Linked DNA regions of Mus musculus: region 1 is linked to region 2. Evidence: chromatin contacts called from public ChIA-PET data. All regions are on one chromosome and are shown on one strand. Each heading gives the region's core, a stretch centred on a gene start, on an enhancer-like site or on the middle of the called end of the contact. The rest is flanking DNA. Distances are from core to core; before and after follow the strand shown. Region 1 has its middle 14 kb from the start of Plekhm3. Region 2 has its middle 19 kb from the start of Fzd5.

Region 1 (3,391 bases), core at 561-3,060, 210 kb before region 2:
GGTAAGGGCGTTGGCAGAACTAGCCTGGCATCCTGAGGTTCAGTCTCTAGAAACCAAGTGAAGTTAGGAGAACCAACTCCACAGGGTGGTCCTCCGACCTGTATATGCATGATGTGACACACACACACCCCCACACCCCCACACAGACACACACAGATAATAAATTTAAAAGTGTTGATCATCAGTAGAACCTCCAGATATCCTTGGATTGAGCACCTGAGCTGCTAATTAGGGTCTATGCTTAAGGTACCCACTCTGGCTACTTCTTTCCCAGGCCAACAGATAACCTGGAACACTCCCACCCCGTTCTCACTAGGTATCTAGGGCTTCTGAATTCCCTGCCTTGGAGCTTTGTGGACATGTTCTAAGTGCCTTTTCTTTCAGGGCTTGTCTTCCTGGGGGCTGACTAGATGTCAGTTTGTCCCCATTGTGGTTTGAATGTGTCTCCCCAGAAGCTAACAGGTTGGAAACTTAATTCACAAATTTATATGTTGATAATATTGGTAGGAGAGCCTCTTGGGAGGTAGTGAGGGTGAGGCAGGATCATATTGATGGTTTTATAAGAAAGAGAGGCCCAAACTAGGAAGATTGCTCTCTCCCCATGAGTCATCCTCCTTCCTATTACAATGTAGGAAGAAGGCTGGACCTGGATGCCAAGACCTCCAGAATCTGGAGCAAAACAAACAGCTAAAAGAAACTTCTCATCTTATCAGTTATCCGGCCTCTGGTATTTTGTTACATCACCAGAAAACTGTAATAGGAAAGTCCTCTAAGGCCTGAGGAGTGGATGCAGCTGGAGATGCAGTAGAGAGGTTAGCATCTGGTAGCTAAGGTATTAACAGATATCCTGTTGACAGGGCCTAGGCAGGGAAACTGAGCTCACCTGTCTGTTTTCGCATATTTTGACTGCTATGGAGAACCATCCTGGTGAGATGAACTTCTCACTATCTTTCAAAAAGGTTTTTGAGCTGGGCATGGTGGCGCACACTTTTTAATCCCAGCACTTGGGAGGCAGAGGCAGGCGGATTTCTGAGTTCGAGGCTAGCCTGGTCTACAAAGTGAGTTCCAGGACAGCCAGGGCTATACAGAGAAACCCTGTCTCGAAAAACCAAAAAAAAAAAAAAAAAAAAAAAAAAAAAGGTTTTTGGCAAATTAGTTCTGAGCACATTGTAGTGTTTTGTTTTTTTTGTTTTTTGTTTTTATTTCTGTTTTTTAAGCTTTTTTCTCACCGCAGCAAGCCCAAGCAAAACTTCATTCTTGGTGAAGAGAGTAGTCCTCACTTCAGATTAAAAGTCACCTAGTCTTGCTCTTCTATTTTCTTGCAAGAACAGGCCATTTCTTGGGGGACAAATATTGCCAGAGAGAATACATTGACTCATTTCTACAACAGACTAGAGAGATAATATCTTTACTGTTATTGTTGAAATCATCACACCACCATCATCATCATTATCCCTATTGACTCCATGGGAAACTGAGACAAAGAGAAACCATTTGTGTAAGGCCCCAAACTAATGCTGGAGGCACTGTGTTAACCCCACTGCAATACTGCTTCTGTTCAGTCCCCTCTACTTTTATACCTCAACTCTACTTAGCCTCCAGGGCAGGCTCGAAGCTTTGCTTTGAGACAGAGTCTCTCTGTCGCCAATTTTGGCCTAGAACTCACTATGTAGCTGAAGCTGGAGCTGGCATCTGCTCCACCTCCCAGATGCTGAGATCATAACATATCCTCCCTTGCACGACAGCCTTGCCCCATTAGAGGTTCTGTGTGATTCTCAAACCTTCTGTAGTTTCCTTTGTCAGTGTCACTTCCTGAGATGCATTTCCTGTTTGGACTGCTAGTGATCTCATCTGTTTGTACTTTAGCTCTACAGTGTCCTGGGGAGGGCGGTTTCCCTGGCAAGCACAGTAGACTGTTTAGGTGCTCCAGCAGGGAGGACTCCTTGCTGCTTCTGAGGGTTCGCAGTGAAGTCAACAGACTTCACTCAACAGTCAGCCTCGTCAGAGCATCAACTGCAGAAGTTGCCTTGTCCAAGGCTGTGCCCCTCCTATTATAAAGGGCCACTTCCAGTAATTGAGGGATGTGGGAGAATAATGTCCTGGCCATCTTGGATAGTGCCATGCTAGAGCTAGCCTCTACTGATTTTCAAAGCCTGACTGTGAGTATAAACTTGATGTTCTTTGATGTATATCTAGAAGTACAAATTTGGCTATGTGTTTCTAGAGCTCAGATTATGATATTTCACTAATCAAAAACTGTTTTCTTATGGCTGGCCATTTTGACAACATACAACTGTTCTCTGGTGACTTCAGAATCTTTGCCAAACATCTGAGGACCCCTCCCTGTTTGGAGGTCTTTGTGGGGTTAGCTGAGGCTGTAGTTGGACCTCATGGCTATACCTTTTCCTCTGCTCAGTTAAACTTCTTTCCCTTTCTTTCATGTACACTGATTCCCTATACTCTAAGCTTTCTTTTCCACTTTGTTCTCTGGGATATTCAACTTGTAAGAAAAACTCTTGAGGGTCCTAAAGTTTCTGTACACTGCCCATCTTATGTAAAAACTTTATTGGAGTTCTGGACTTTTCCCAGAAGGAAATCGATAACATATCATTCAAATGGTTCCATCCTACATCAGGATTGTGGCACTTTCTCTTTTGTAGGATTTTAAATACTTCCTCATTCATAGTAATGCATAGTGACCCATGGTGACTCTAGGTCCTCTACCTAGACAAGAGATGTCTCTAGAATATGTTGATTGATTGGTCATGTTCAAATTACATGGTTAGAGACTTTTCTATAAGTTCTATCACTTACTTTTGAGCACTGGTTAAAGAGCTTTGGTAGGCAGAGGTGATGTCGAATCATTGAATATTTTGCTTTGTGGAAAGTTTGTAGGCATGGTGCTCAAAAGACTTTGAAACATTATGACCTAGCTATCAACTAATTAGAGAGGATCCTAGCTATAATTCAAAGGCAGGGACGTAGAGATACCAATCCAGCAAACAGGGTCAGGAATTAATACTCTAGGTGTTAGATCTGAGGAAGTTCCTTAGGGAGTTGGGACAAATAGAAAGTTTGCTGAGAAAAGCTAGTTATCAGCCCTTAGGGGACCATTTCAACATTTAATGGTGGCTACAGCCTTGGTGGGGGGGTGGTGAGTGCCTACTACTGAACAGCACATGCTCTTATACTTTAGAACATTATTGTGCTTGTGATCTTAATCTTTGTCTTAGTTAGGATTACTATGGCTGTGATGAAACATCATGACCAAAAGCAAGTTGGGGAGGAAAGGGTTTATTCAGTTTACACTTCCACAGCACAGTTCATCATTGAAGGAAGTCAGGGCAGGAATCCAAAAGGACAGGAACCTGGAAGCAAGAGCTGGTGCAGA
Region 2 (3,546 bases), core at 886-3,385:
CAAGAGACAAGCTGCCAGGAAGCTGCCTTATCTGAACAAATTTCAGAGTCATTCTCCATCCTGTTCACTCAGGTATCCTTCACTCTACAGAGAGAATTTTTAATCTCTAGGGGCGGTGGGAGGATGAGAGCTCATTTTGTATCTGGGCTTAAAGTCTTCCTCTCAGGGTTGACAAATCTTCAAAGGCATTTATCTCACAGTTCTCTCCACCTGTGCCGTTTATTTGGATGGAACTTCCTTTTTTAAATCATGGATTGGAATGCTTATGTGGACCAGGCTGCTCTGAAACTAGAGATTCACTTGCTTCCCAAGTGTTTTGATTAAAGGCACATGCTACCATCCCTAGTTGGGTATAACATTTTATACCCAGATTAAAATAGCCCTCTGAGTTCTTGCCTACATTTCCCACCCCTCTCTCAACTTTTGCAGTGAACATCTAAGCCCGGAACGAACTTTCTGATGCCTCATGTTCACAGTTTGCAAGCCAGTTCTGTAATTCTATGATAATAGACAAGGAAGTTAAAAGTCTATAGAATAAATTGAGCATGGGAGTGGATTTAAGCTCATTCCCATATAGAGACTATTTGGCCTATTCTCCAAGTTCTCACAACGGACATTTGCAAAGTGTTTTTGTTTCAAGTTACTCATATCATTGTCTTTGTCATTGTCGTCGTCATCATCATCATAGTAGGCAACGACAGCAGCTCTGAAGATATGAAACCATCATTATTGCTGAACAGCAAATAGCCTCAAAACTCAAGTGTTTAAAACCACCATCCCCTCCTCCTCCGTTCCTGCATCTGCAAGTGACGAAGTCTGGCCAGGCAGACCTATTGCTCTTGGCTCGTTCTGCTCATGCCTCTCTGGGTCAGCTTTGCTCTAGGCTGGGTGGGGCTTCTGCAGTTTCCTTGGGGAAGCTTTGCCTTCACACATCTCTCATCCCTTCCTGGAACCTTGGTTTCTTCTGGACATGACACATTCATCTCATGGAAAGAACAGAGATAGATACACGGAAGAAAGCCAATCATAGCATGTTTTCTAGCCTGTACTTGTAGCATGTCTGTTAAAATCCTACTGGCCAAAGCAGGTGTTGCCATGAGAGCTAATGGGTGAGGAGTATTCTCGACTCTTGTTGAAAGTGTGACACCTTCTATGGGCTTACTGACATAAAGAGGAATGAAAAATGCAGGTACTGGTGCACTCTGCTGCAGCCTCCAGGCAGCAAGCCTTCTTGGTATCAGCTACTTTTTGTGCCCATCCCTTGAGATACAGGCCTTTCAAAGCCTGGTGTTCTCTCTGTTTAGGGTTCTAAGCATGCAGGACAAACCAGACCAGGCAGAGAAGTGGCTACCCTCGCCAGTGACTTCAGCACAAAGGCTACACTTTGGCCTGCCTCCTAGGGTAAACAGAGAAGGCTGGCAAGCCAGCACTGGCTCACGCCTCCTGGCTCTGGCTCCCTCCCCAGCTACCCCCACCCTAACAGCTTCTTAGAGTGTTAGCCACTGCTCTAGTGAGAGAAGAGTAATTGAGGGTGTAATTAAAAAAAAAAGAAGAAGAAGAAGGAGGAGGAGGAGAAGGAGAAGGAGAAGGAGAAGGAGAAGGAGAAGGAGAAGGAGAAGGAGAAGGAGAAGGAGAAGGAGAAGGAGAAGGAGAAGGAGAAGGAGAAGGAGAAGGAGAAGAAGAAGAAGACATTAGAGAGCAATAGACCAGATACCCCAGCTCAGGGCAGCTCTAAACCAAAAGACTAAGGCAGAACCAACAAAGCAGGGCAAGGGGGCCTGGCTAACAGAAGAATGGGTAAATTTGGCCTGTGAGAGAGCAAAACCAGAAGAAAAACGAAAATAGCTTAAGGGAGGCCGAAGTCGCAGCACGTAAGAGTCCCTGGGCTCAATCTTCAGCACTGCCGAATGAGAAAATAAATAAAAGGCATACATACAAAAATCTCACAGGAAACACAGGAAAGCCACAGCCTGACATTTTCGGAAGTGCTCAAGACAGAAGACTTTGGCAAATGACATTAAGTTTTCAATGAAAACTTTGCAGGGAGATTTCTTTCACACACCCTACCACTTCTGCTGCCAGAACAAACATGCTGGAAGGCTGATCGCACACGACACGGAATCCAAACACACCAAACAAACTCAGGAAACCAGAGAGAAGAGAAGCGTCTCTAATGCACCTCTGTGACTCTCAGCTTTCTACCTGAGCTGGCTTGCGAGCTGAGGGAAGAAGGCTGCTTTTATGGTGATACAAACAGTAATGTGTCCTTCTTGAAATGCTGCAAATTGTTAGATAATGACAACTGGCCACCAAAGCAAACTAATGAAGGCCACAAGCCCACATTAGTGTGAAAGGAAGACAGGAGAGCCCTAGCTGCCCAGTGATGACTAACCCCACTGGAAAGAGGGGGTGTTGAGGAGCTCCTCTCGCCCAGTTCTTCTTGCTGTCTTCTTGGTCCCATTTCCTTTCAGTAAAATAATGGGATAAGACCCTAAGTCCATTCCAGTATCCAGAGGTAATCCTGTGTTTTTTTTTTTTTTTTCTGGACACAGTATCCCAGCCCATTGCCCTGGACTCTGAAGGAATGAAATCCACGTGGCATTATCTTTGTCCAACTATGTAACAGCAGAGGCAAGTTGGCACCGGCACATAAAACCACAATGGAGTTAGAGCAGGCCGGATCCTTGCAAGTTAAGCACTGCCAGCTACTCACGACTTGCCCTCCAGCAGGTTACTTAATCTCTTCATACAGGGGTTTCCTCATCTGTCACGTGGGGAAAATGGGAGAGGCTGTTATTACTGGGGGTTGTGGGGATGAGGGAGATAATGCACTGAGGATTTAGTGGGGGGCTTGGTGCATAAAAGGGTCTCAGAGCTCTGCTGCAGTCTGCAAACGTCACTTCGGCAGCACACGGCAGGTTTGGGTGTTTTTTTTTGTATTTTGTTTTTTGTTTTTTCTTTAAGAGGTGAGAAGAAGAAAAGCTGTTTATAAAGGAAGGATCGTGCTTAAAACAACCACCTTTTCCATCCTGTTGACTTGCTGATAGGAAGTAAGATTTCTGCCTGTAAGAGGAGAAATAGCACCCTGGGTTGGGGTTTAAGTATAGCTTGGGTTTCTCCTTAGTCATTTTGTTTTGGTTGACTTCTGTTTGTACATTTGGCTGGGTTCATCCTACATAGCCTTACCTTGAGCCAGCATATAACAATGGCTCTCAGTTTTAGACGCACGTTAGAATTGGGGGATTTAACACAGAGATGGTGTCACAGCCCTGTAATCCTAGTACTCCAGAGGCTGAGGCAGAAGAATTGCAAATTCAAATTTGAGGCCAGCCTGGGCTACATAGTGAATTCCAAGTTAACTTATTTAAAGGTGAATTCCTGCCTCAATGAAACAAAACAGAATTGAGGGGACTTAAAAAAAAAAGTCCTGATGCCCACGTGCTAATGTTATTAGAACTGGGTGTGTGTGTGCACGTGTGTGCGTGTGTGTGTGTGTGTGTGTGTGTGTGTGTGTGTGTGTGTGTGTGTGCATACATACACAGCACC

The links. ChIA-PET counts read pairs in DNA pulled down with a chosen protein or histone mark.
Region 1: a contact with region 2 is called in an RNA polymerase II ChIA-PET map of effector CD8 T cells, with 8 read pairs. The contact joins two enhancer-like sites. A contact is called at or near these places in 3 of 39 promoter capture datasets (all in embryonic stem cells), 1 of 15 datasets of contacts at CTCF or cohesin (large pre-B cells), 1 of 484 Hi-C or Micro-C datasets (bone marrow-derived macrophages), 4 of 115 datasets of contacts at active chromatin or transcription factors (effector CD8 T cells, embryonic stem cells and large pre-B cells) and 1 of 9 other capture datasets (liver).

The regions. Positions count from the first base shown.
Region 1 is chr1:64,969,315-64,972,705 of GRCm38.p6, reverse strand. No RefSeq gene overlaps it. Among named protein-coding and RNA genes, the nearest start is that of Plekhm3, 14 kb to the right of the region's middle. Within about 2 kb of position 1,810, at least 46 of the 459 cell types and tissues checked have an H3K27ac peak or open chromatin away from gene starts, as enhancers often do. A contact at or near this core is called in effector CD8 T cells, where this site is marked.
Region 2 is chr1:64,755,305-64,758,850 of GRCm38.p6, reverse strand. No RefSeq gene overlaps it. Among named protein-coding and RNA genes, the nearest start is that of Fzd5, 19 kb to the right of the region's middle. Within about 2 kb of position 2,135, at least 74 of the 459 cell types and tissues checked have an H3K27ac peak or open chromatin away from gene starts, as enhancers often do. A contact at or near this core is called in effector CD8 T cells, where this site is marked.